3 separate regions of the Mus musculus genome follow, and all the other regions are linked to region 1. The links are chromatin contacts, called in public Micro-C maps. All regions are on one chromosome and are shown on one strand. Each heading gives the region's core, a stretch centred on a gene start, on an enhancer-like site or on the middle of the called end of the contact. The rest is flanking DNA. Distances are from core to core; before and after follow the strand shown. Region 1 overlaps Sos2 (SOS Ras/Rho guanine nucleotide exchange factor 2). Region 2 holds the start of Vcpkmt (valosin containing protein lysine (K) methyltransferase). Region 3 holds the start of Sos2 (SOS Ras/Rho guanine nucleotide exchange factor 2).

Region 1 (3,251 bases), core at 448-2,947:
GCAGGGAAATGAGGGCTGCCATCCAGTTGTTTTTCTCTTCAGCTGATTTGGCAGCAAATATTACACTGTTTTCATCTTTGGACACTAATTCAAAAGCATGTCTGTACTCACAGGCGTCTTCCTTATCACAGATTTGAATTTTCCTCATGACAAACTTCTCCTTTAATCTGTATTCTGCACTGCTATATCCTGGAAGCCGGGTCTGGCCATGATTGGGTTTACAGCTGATCATTAAGCCATCAAAGAGAAAGATATGCCTTTCGTGTTTAGCACCAATTCTGGTCAGTGGCCCCTCCATTATGAACTCATTACAACACTGTCCGATATCTTTGCCTTCCCACCCATCTATGTTTTTCTGAATTTCATTCATTTTTTTGATAGCCAGGTGTTTGCTTCTTAATTGACGATTGTAAAAAAGGCAAACTGGATCCCTAAAAGAAAAAGAAAATGTTAAAAAGCAAGGTAACTTTTGGCTTATTCAGTGATAATGATTATGTAATCCCAAATCAAATAACCAAAGTATTAAGCTGAGTTGAGGGGTATACTTCAATGACTGAGTCCATACTTAGCATGTAAAAAGCCCTGGGTTTGAATACTCAGCATTCAAAAGCTTAAATAATGAAATATTAAACTATATTTCTAACAATTATTTTCTTCTAGCCCTGCCCCTCAATAGCAGCTAACTCGATTTTACTACTACCAAAGTAAATATTACAGCTGAATATTTTATTCCTTGAGCCATAAGAACTAAAATTATTAAAAAATTCCACACTGCAGAAAATTACATAAAATTTCAGTAAATATATATTTAAATTTGTAAGCTATATCCTATCAATGTAACAATGGTAGTTTGGTGATTTCCTGACTAACACAGGTCACAAAAGCATAAGCATAATTTTCAAGACCGTGGTGTCATTGTAAATCCCACCTGGAACAGAGGCTATCACACACGGTGAAGAAGCACGGTCCAGACTTACCCAGGCCGGCGTCTGGGGGAGTGCTGCTTGTAAATGCGGTCCATGCTGCCTTGGAGGTTCATGAGGGCAGTTATAGCCTGATTCAAGCACTCTTTGTCCTCCTGCTCTTCACTGCATGCCTTCAACTGCTAAGGGGGGGAGGGGAGAAAAAAAATTACATTCTTTGGTTCTACTCTCAACTTCTTTGTAGTTAAAGTGGAAACAGATATTTAAAACCTCAATGTATTTAATGCTGCAGTTGATGGTGCAATGTCTCCCATAGGCTTATGTGTCTGCACACTTTGTTCCCGCTGGTAGCACTGTGTGATGAAGGCTGTGGAACCATTAGGAGGTGGGCTTCCCTCCCACTGGGGCATCTGAAGGTTTTGTAGTGTAAGACCCCCTTTCAGGGACCCCCACTCTAATCTCGGGAGAGAGCACCCAAAGAAACATGAGAATCTATCTTGCTGTAATCACATGAGGCAGTTTAATGACGGAGCTCCGGACCGACATGTATCCCACACAGGAGATAACGGATGTTGGCCACGAGGCTCGAAAACTAGGGGTTTTTATGAAAGAATAAGGGTTAGGGGTGCGAGGAATTTCAACAAAGGTATGGGATTCGCTCATTCAAACAACAGAAAGATTACACGTCAGAGAAAGGGCATCAGGACTTTGTTCCTGTGGGCTGGGTGCTTATCTTTGTTCACATAGCAACCAGTTGATGTATGACTTTACCCTGTGTCAAGGGGCCAAAGACAGAGGGGAGGTTCCAGCCAGATGGGATTGACTCAGACAAGATAGCCCTGCTTGTGTCCTTGCATTTTTCTTTATCTTATGGTCAAGATGTTCCCAGGAATGTTTTAACTACGGGGCATACCCGGGTTTGTTTTTCTTTATTCTCAGCCCCAGGCAGCCTCTAGCTCACAAACAACCAGCAATTTCTGAGTAGTTGATATGACTTACAGGTCTTGAAATTTCATCTTTCTTTCAGTAGCCTGGCCTTCCTTGCAGTCCTTCGCTTCCTGACTGAGGATGCTGCCATGCTTCCCCCAGTGATGGACTACATCCCTTCTTCAACCATACTCCTTCCTCACTAACTTTGTTTCTTGTCAGATATTTGGACACAGCAAAAAGACTAATATAGTTAATAAAGACAACTGTAACTTTGTATAATTACATATACCATCTGACTTCTTAAAACCAACCCTCTGTTAACAAACCCAATGAAGATATAAAGTACTGTCAGCATAAAAGTCAATGAAAAAGATAACTGTGAAATGATTTAGGAACTTTTTATTATACAAAATAATTTAAAGTATTTAAAGCATGACTTTTAAGAGTTACTTTAGGGCCAGCGGGATGGCTAATTGGCTAACTCGCTTGCTAGGCAAACCTAATGACTTGAGTTCCGTGTGCAGAACCCACAGAAAGGCAGAAGGAGTACCAACTCCACAGCCTGTCCTCTGCCCTCCACCTGTGTCCCCAGCGCCCACCCACACCCACCTCAATACTACACACACAATTACAAAGCAACACTTTTCTCGTGGTTGTTCAAGATGGGGTTTCTCTGTGTAACAGAGCCCTGGCTGTCCTAGACTAGCTTTGTAGACCAGGCTGGCCTCAAACTCACAGAGAACTGTTTGTGCCTCCCGAGTGCTGGGATCGAAGGTATGTACACCAGGTCTGGCTTTCAAAGTTTGTTGGTTTTTTTTTTTTTTAAAGTTACTTTTATTCACTAATATGAAGACATACAATAAGATAAACTCCTAAAATTACTACATACTCTCTGTTAAATACTTAAGTTCTGGCAATTTAAAAAGTTGACATATATTTGTTTTACAACAGAATAAAATAAGCAAATTTAACATTTCAATGTGTCAAAAGCTGTGTGTAACCAAACACTATAAAGGGTTTTATTGGTATACTTTTAATTTTTACATTATTATATGTTTATGGGTGCTTAGTCTACATACATATCTACATGCCAATTTGTACCTGGTGCCCACAGAGGCAAGAAGGGGGCATTCTTTCCCCTGGAGCTGAAGTCCCAGATGGTTGTAGGTACTGTAGGTACTGGCAATCGAACCAGACCCTCTGCAGGAGGACATTGTTATAACATTAAATTCAACCCCTGCAGTATCCAGAAGCCATGAAGGTTAATCTTAAAAATTTTGTAATAATCCTTATAATCCTTAGAAATAAGCATTTTTATCTAATTTTGTTTGTTTGGTTGGTTGGTTTTTCGAAACAGGGTTTCTCTGTGTAGCCCTGGCTGTCCTGGAAGTCACTCTG
Region 2 (3,149 bases), core at 399-2,898, 36 kb before region 1:
CAACCCCTGACTACCAATAATTATACTGGTTTCTAGTTAAGTTGTACCATCACATCTTGCTAGACTTAAGTCTTACAAGTCTAATTTCACTTCATCTAAGTTAATGTGGTATTTAAACAATCAACTATTTATTCTACCAAAGCAAGCCTGACCCTAATGGTTTAAATTTAATTTTTGTTATTTTAATTATATGCACGTATTTGCCTGTGTCTAAGTATGTGCTAGTGCCTGCAGGGCCAGAAGAATTGATCTTCCTGGAGCTGGAGTTACAGGTGGCTGTGAACTGCCTGATGTGGGTACTGGGAACTGAACTTGGATCCTCTGGAAGAACTGTGTGTGCTCTTAACTGCTGACCCTTTTGATCATCAGTTGGCTCAAGGCATCAACTTAAAACTAAATACTGTCCAATACTGCATAAACTGATATGGGAAGAAAATCATTCCACAAGTCTAATAAAATGTTGTCACTGAGAATAACTAATTTTGGAGCGTCTCACTCTGTGCTGGCCTAGCATTCATGGCAATTGTGAGTGCTAGGATTCTAGGAGTGAGCCAACCTGCATTTTAATTAATTTCCAAAGTCACAGTTAGCAGTCAATGGGAAAAGAAAAACAAATGAACAAACAGACAAACAAACAGAAGGTATCTTAGTTTTCTAGAATATATGCAAATCGGAAAATCCTTTTAAATTTTTCCAAAAAGTCTCCAGTAGAATGCACGCAAGTTTTCTCAACCACCTCGCACAGGCAGGCCTGTATGCCTATCCTGAATTGTGCGAATGTGTTGCCTTTGATAGTTTAACTTCTCTTTACTGCCTCATCATCTATAGAACAAATATCCCACACCTGGAGGTGTTAAACCACGGAGAGCTGTGGGCTTTCGGACACACCAGTTCGACCACTACTCACCTCCTCATAGTATATACAGTCTGCCATCAATATGTAGTCTGGTGACATCAAGTCTTCTATGTCTTCACCCCTTAAAAATGTCAAACGTATGTCTTTAACTGATGCTCTGACGATTTAAAGTGTTCATTTTAGAAACGAGAAGCAGAAGGCTCCCCTCATATTAAGCAAGCGTTGTGTAAAATGCAATTTAAAGCCCATGTAAGCGATCGATTATCTTAAAAACAAGCTGAAAGGCCATACAAACCATTTCAGTACCTTGGCTTGAACAGAACCAGTCACAAGATGCTTGTTCATATCAATATTCATTTTCAGCAAGTCCTGCAGCTCTTCAAGATCAGTGACTATAACATCTGCCCTAAAAAAACAACCTCGTTGAGGTACAGGCGCAAGGCTGCACGCCGGTGACCTGATGCTGGGCGACCAGCGCCTTCCCGCCAGCTCTTACCCGAGGGTCGCAGCCATGAGCCCCACGGCCCCCGTGCCGGAGCCCAGCTCCAGCACCGAGCGCCGACTCAGCGCGTGGGCCCCGTCGCCAGAAAACCCCGGCGTCTCCAGGTATTTGGAAAGGACGATGGCGGCGTCCCACACAACGCAACCCACGCCCCCGGAGCCGTACTGCTGCAGCCGAAGCACTGTCCCATCCCGCTTCTCCAGAACCCGCACAAAGCTCCACAGCGGGTCCTCCACCTCCGGCTCCACGGCGGCCGCCATCCCTGCCCCGGCCCGCCGCAGGCTGCGGCACGCGGTAACGTCACGCCCACGCAGCACCCGTACCTCCCAGCGGCAGGGCGGCTGCCCAAGGCGCATGCGTGACTCTCAAAGTCCGCAGGAAGCAGCAGAACCTACCCAGGAGTGGCCCAGCTGCTGCTACAATGATAGGCACTTTAAGAAGCAAAGCGACCGACAGTGCTTATACATAGCTGGAGAACGGCTCACACAGAGCCGCTGGCGATAGATCTAGGCAGCTACCCAGGTCCTATCTAAAAATGGTTATATTCAAGAAGTTTTCCTACTGTGCTTCCTTTTCATATGAATGCATAAACGTGGTGGCTGGGAACGTGCTACTTGCTTTTAATGGTAAAGAAAAGTTAGTCCTTTTACATCCCACGGGGCCAAAAGATGGCCAGCAAGACCAAGGACTCACATAGTAGAAGGAGAGACCTGCAGGTTGGCCTGTCACATTGGATCTCTAGTATGAACACACACACACACACACACACACACACACACACACACACACGTAATAAACAGATGATAGCTATTCGTTCTTCTAGATTTTTTTCAGCTTTGTTGTTTTTTGTTTTTTTGTTTTCAGGATGGCCTCCTGTATCCCAAGTAGGTTCAAACTCTTCATACTCTTCACGTAGTCGAGTCGCCTTTAAGTCCAGATGCTTCCGTCTAACCTCCCAAGTTCTGCGATTACAGGTGCTCACCACTATTCCCAGCTTCTCCTTGCTCTTTGTGATGAAAAACAATATTGCAAATCTTTTACAAATTAAGACTGAGGTGATTTATTAATCTTGTTAAGAACTCTGATACAAAGCACAGTAAAAGGCCACAGACCAGTAGATAAACAACGTGGCTTTTGGCTACTTTACAATGGCTGCTACTGCACTATCAGCATAACATACATACCTTGATCACTTTGAATGATAGTATCCAAATGGCAAAGCTTTATCCTGATTAAAAAATTTAATAAAGCTTTTTAAAGTATTTTCTGTTTAAATATTACTAATCTGGAAAAACTTTTCAAAAATTTCAGTTAACACGAGATTAAAGACAGTTAATAGGTTTGACAATGGCAGTTGGTTCTTATGCCATAAGACACTTTTGTTCCAGACTTACAAATTAGTCAAATAGCAGATTGTATTATAGGCCTCAAGTCACTTACATTTATAGAGGTTATTAGCATTATCTTTAAATATATACAATATAAATAAACTGTACATATATGGCATATTAATTTTGTCTTCCCAAATAATAGGCAAATCATTAGCTAAACAATGATTAGCTAAACACCATACACTGCAAAACAAAAGGCACATCTTAATGAACACATGCCCTTCTTCTATAATCAGGTTATGTAGAACTGTTTATAATTTTAACAAAATAATAAACACAGTGCATTCTATTATTTCATTCTATTTTCCGTTTTTGTCTTCAGCAGCAAATACTGACATTTAAGACATGGTCTCAAAGAGTTTAAGAACAGTGGGTATTATTCCTAAGTCTCCTAGATGTA
Region 3 (3,196 bases), core at 374-2,873, 63 kb after region 1:
CCACTCCTAGACATGTATGATGAATTCTTTTTCAAGTGCAGTTGTTGTTGTTAGTGTGAGTCTGTCTGTCTGTCCGTCTGTCTGTCTGTGAGTGTGTACGAGTGTGTGTAGGGAGTCAGTTCTCTCCTTCCCCCCTGGGTTCTGCACATGAACTCAGGAACCCAAAAGGTACTTTTACTCCTTACATCTTACATTCTCCCTCAATTGTGGTATTTTACCTAGTGGAGGTTTCTTATTAAAGTGTGTGTGTGTGATATATGTGTTAGTGGCATGTGTGTGTGTGTGTGTGTGTGTGTGTGTGTGTGTGTGTGTGTGTGGTGAGGGCCTGCATGAAGGCCAGGACAGCTTTGTGGAGTCAGTTCTCCCCTATCACCTTTACGTGGATTCCAGGAATGAAATTCAAGCCATCAAGCTTGTGTTGTTGGACCGCAAATCACCTTCCCTAACGAGTCTCTTGCTGGCCCAGAGCAACAAAGAGAATGGCATAATTACCTAACTTCATATAAGACTAGCACCAACCAATCGGAGACACGCACCCTAGCAATGTATCTAATCTCCAAAGATTGATTAGCAACGAGCCACCTCCCCCCCCCCGCCCGCCCCCGCAACTGTCCCTTAAAAGTGGTTATTGCAAGTCCTCGTCGCTGTGAAGAAACTGACCACATTTTGTGAGGCAATCTTTGTATTCAGGTAAGACTTCTGCAGGAAGTGGGGAGGCGCTTTAGATTCACCCCAAGAGCTGGAGAACGAATACTATGACTCACTGACACTTCACACATGGGAAACACACATCCATATTAGCGAAAACAGCACAGCCTCAACAGGCGAATGGGCGAGCGTAGCAAGCAAGCCGCCCGAGGCGAGCACCCCCAGCCCCAAGAACTTAATTCAAAGTAGCCTCTCGGTCCAAAATTGCGCATTTGTTTTAGAAACGAAAAAAACCAGTGGGACTCTGTGTTGCCAGAATCCAGCCTGAGGACAACGCATTGGTCAACGGCGGAAGTTGCCTGACGAAATGACTGTAAGATGAAATCCAGTTTTATGATCATAACAAAACCTTCCTTCCGGGACCAGGCCAAAAAAGAAAGTTGAGAAAACGTCCTTCGGGATGCAACAGGCAATTAGGAGCGCCCGCAGCCCGGCCAGAGAAGGCTCGGCCGCGGCACGCGGGGCGGGCGCGAGCCGTGCTCCCCGCTCCTCGCTCTCCCCGTTACAAGTTGTGCGAGCTCCGGGCCCGGCCCCCCAGCCCGTCGCCCCGCGGCACCTCCCTCGGCCCCAGCACTGACCTTCCGCAGGGCCGGGACCAATAGTCCCCGCCATTTCGGGCTGTTTTCTTCGCTGAAGAACTCGTAGGGCTGCGGCGCCTGCTGCATGGCCCCGGCCGCAGCGCCTCCGCATCGGAGGCCGGGCCGGTGGCCTGACAGGCAGGGCGCCGGCCGCCTCGCCTCGCCTCGCCCCGGCCGCCGCCTCCCGCCCGGGCCGCAGCTCCGGCCGAGCGCTCGGGGGCGGCGCCGGCGGGCGGGCGTTCGCCGAGGCTTGGCGGCCCCGCAGCCCCGAGGAAGCGCGGCGGCCCGAGGCGTCCTGCTGTCCCCGCGGCGCCGGCCCGCTGGCCCGAGGCTCCTCCTCCTTTGTCTGGGTGCGCAGCGCGGGGCACCGCCGGCCTCGCCCCCGCCCCGACTCCCGCTACGGCCGCGGCGGGCAGACAGCGGCGGCCCGCAGCGTCCTCATCGCCTCCCCCGCCCTCCGCGCAGCCGCCGCTACCGCCGCCGCCGCCGCCGCCGCCACCGCCGGGTCCGCCCGAGTCACCTCCAGAGGGCCCTCGGGGCCGAGCGGGCGCGCGTGTCCGGCGTGCACGGCACTGGCCGCCGCCGCCGCCGCCGCCCCTCCAGCCCCGCCGGCCGCCGCCGAGCGCCCGGTGCCTGCAGCGGCGGCTCGGCTCGGCTCGGCCCCGCGCTCGCTCTCCCGAGTCTCTGGAGAAGACCAGCACGGAGCATGCGCGCCGCCGAGCGGGCCGAGGCGTCTGGTGCGGGGCCCCGGGGCCGGGAGGGTAATCGGTCTCTCCTGGGAACGTGCACGGGGCGGGGTGGCTCTTCCAGACGAACTCGGCAGCGTTCCGAGTCCTGGCAGACAATCCTGATTCGGTACAGCCCTAGGGGACCCCCGAGCCCGTGACTGCAGCTCTGGGAGGCAGAACACAGATGTGGGGAGAAAAGGACATTTGGGCTGATAGGATATTTATTTAACGTGTGCTCTGTGTGGCTCCTTTGTATATTTAGGTGATAGTGGCTATTCATAAAGTCACATTGTAGGGTCATGGGAAGCTCTTAGCGCACGTTGAAGGGCCAGATGACTTCAGTTCGAGGTCTTTCACCTAGAGTCCCTATGGATCAAAAAAAAAAAAAAAAAAAAAGTATCCAAAAACTTTCAGATATTGTTCTTAGGTTAATCATGTTCAAATCCTTTCCACTTAAGGTTCTACAGAACCTGGATCCTGCGATACAGTCACACTAATTAGCATTAAAAAAAAAAAACCTAAAAATCCTCTGTCCCTATGCTTTTTTAAGTTGAAGGGGCATGTACTTTGGAAACTTTTTCACTAACCCAAATTTCATCCCACTAAAATCGCTGAACAGATTGCTCCCAACGGGCTGTAAACAGTCATGCTGCCAGCCACCGAAGTGAGGAAGGGAACAGAAGAACAGACTGGAAAAGATAACTTGTGTAGTAATTTCAGCTCCAGAATCAGTGGGTGAACATTGTTCTCCCCCAAACACAACACCATTTTGACTTCATAAAGTAAAAATGGCAACTAAATACTTAAAGAGATCGGAGGTTTCCGTTTTGTTTTGTTTTTGGTTTCTTTTTTAATCTAAGTATCCACAGTGTTTAAAAAAAAAAAAGTCCTCTGGGGCTGTCGAGGAAAAGGTACCTGCTTCGCTTCCCAAGGCTGACAACCTGCGTTCCACCCCTGGAACCCACGTGAAGGAAAGAACCGGCTTCGCAAGGTTGTTCCCTGACCTGTCTACATCTGAAATGTGGCATATGTGTGTCCTCGCACACGCGTGTGCCTACATAATAACACTAAAGTTGTTTCTAATAAAAGTTCTAAAGTTGTCTTCTAATAAATGGCCATGTTCATAGTCCCATGTACTAAATACACTCTGGTTTATAGAGAAAGCTTATTTTTCCTAAAGTT

Evidence for each region. Hi-C and Micro-C count contacts between places; a contact is called where the count stands out from the background.
Region 2: a contact with region 1 is called in a Micro-C map of granulosa cells, with 1.6 times the contacts expected there. The contact joins the promoter of Vcpkmt here to the enhancer-like site in region 1. A contact is called at or near these places in 7 of 39 promoter capture datasets (the 3T3-L1 cell line, the HPC-7 cell line, frontonasal cranial neural crest and 3 more), 1 of 15 datasets of contacts at CTCF or cohesin (the NIH/3T3 cell line), 4 of 484 Hi-C or Micro-C datasets (double positive thymocytes, embryonic stem cells, epidermal suprabasal cells and 1 more), 3 of 115 datasets of contacts at active chromatin or transcription factors (embryonic stem cells and extraembryonic endoderm stem cells) and 3 of 9 other capture datasets (adipose tissue, liver and pancreatic islet).
Region 3: a Micro-C map of granulosa cells shows a contact between it and region 1, with 1.7 times the contacts expected there. The contact joins the promoter of Sos2 here to the enhancer-like site in region 1. A contact is called at or near these places in 8 of 39 promoter capture datasets (3T3-L1-derived adipocytes, embryonic stem cells, hippocampal neurons and 3 more), 25 of 484 Hi-C or Micro-C datasets (the AML12 cell line, CD4 T cells, the HPC-7 cell line and 16 more), 11 of 115 datasets of contacts at active chromatin or transcription factors (CD8 T cells, the HPC-7 cell line, the SCID.adh cell line and 7 more) and 2 of 9 other capture datasets (adipose tissue and pancreatic islet).

Annotation. Positions count from the first base shown.
Region 1 is chr12:69,617,079-69,620,329 of GRCm38.p6, forward strand. It overlaps Sos2 (SOS Ras/Rho guanine nucleotide exchange factor 2), which reads right to left. Exons shown (of 23, transcript NM_001135559.1): 9 at 978-1,102; 10 at 1-431. Among named protein-coding and RNA genes, the nearest start is that of Gm31679, 6.6 kb to the right of the region's middle. Within about 2 kb of position 1,698, at least 11 of the 459 cell types and tissues checked have an H3K27ac peak or open chromatin away from gene starts, as enhancers often do. A contact at or near this core is called in extraembryonic endoderm stem cells and granulosa cells, where this site is marked.
Region 2 is chr12:69,581,369-69,584,517 of GRCm38.p6, forward strand. Vcpkmt (valosin containing protein lysine (K) methyltransferase) reads right to left here and starts at 1,649. Exons shown (of 6, transcript NM_001033236.3): 1 at 1,353-1,649; 2 at 1,152-1,262; 3 at 908-977. The coding sequence starts at 1,618. It overlaps Sos2 (SOS Ras/Rho guanine nucleotide exchange factor 2), which reads right to left. Exons shown (of 23, transcript NM_001135559.1): 23 at 2,393-3,149.
Region 3 is chr12:69,680,229-69,683,424 of GRCm38.p6, forward strand. Sos2 (SOS Ras/Rho guanine nucleotide exchange factor 2) reads right to left here and starts at 1,624. Exons shown (of 23, transcript NM_001135559.1): 1 at 1,287-1,624. The coding sequence starts at 1,373.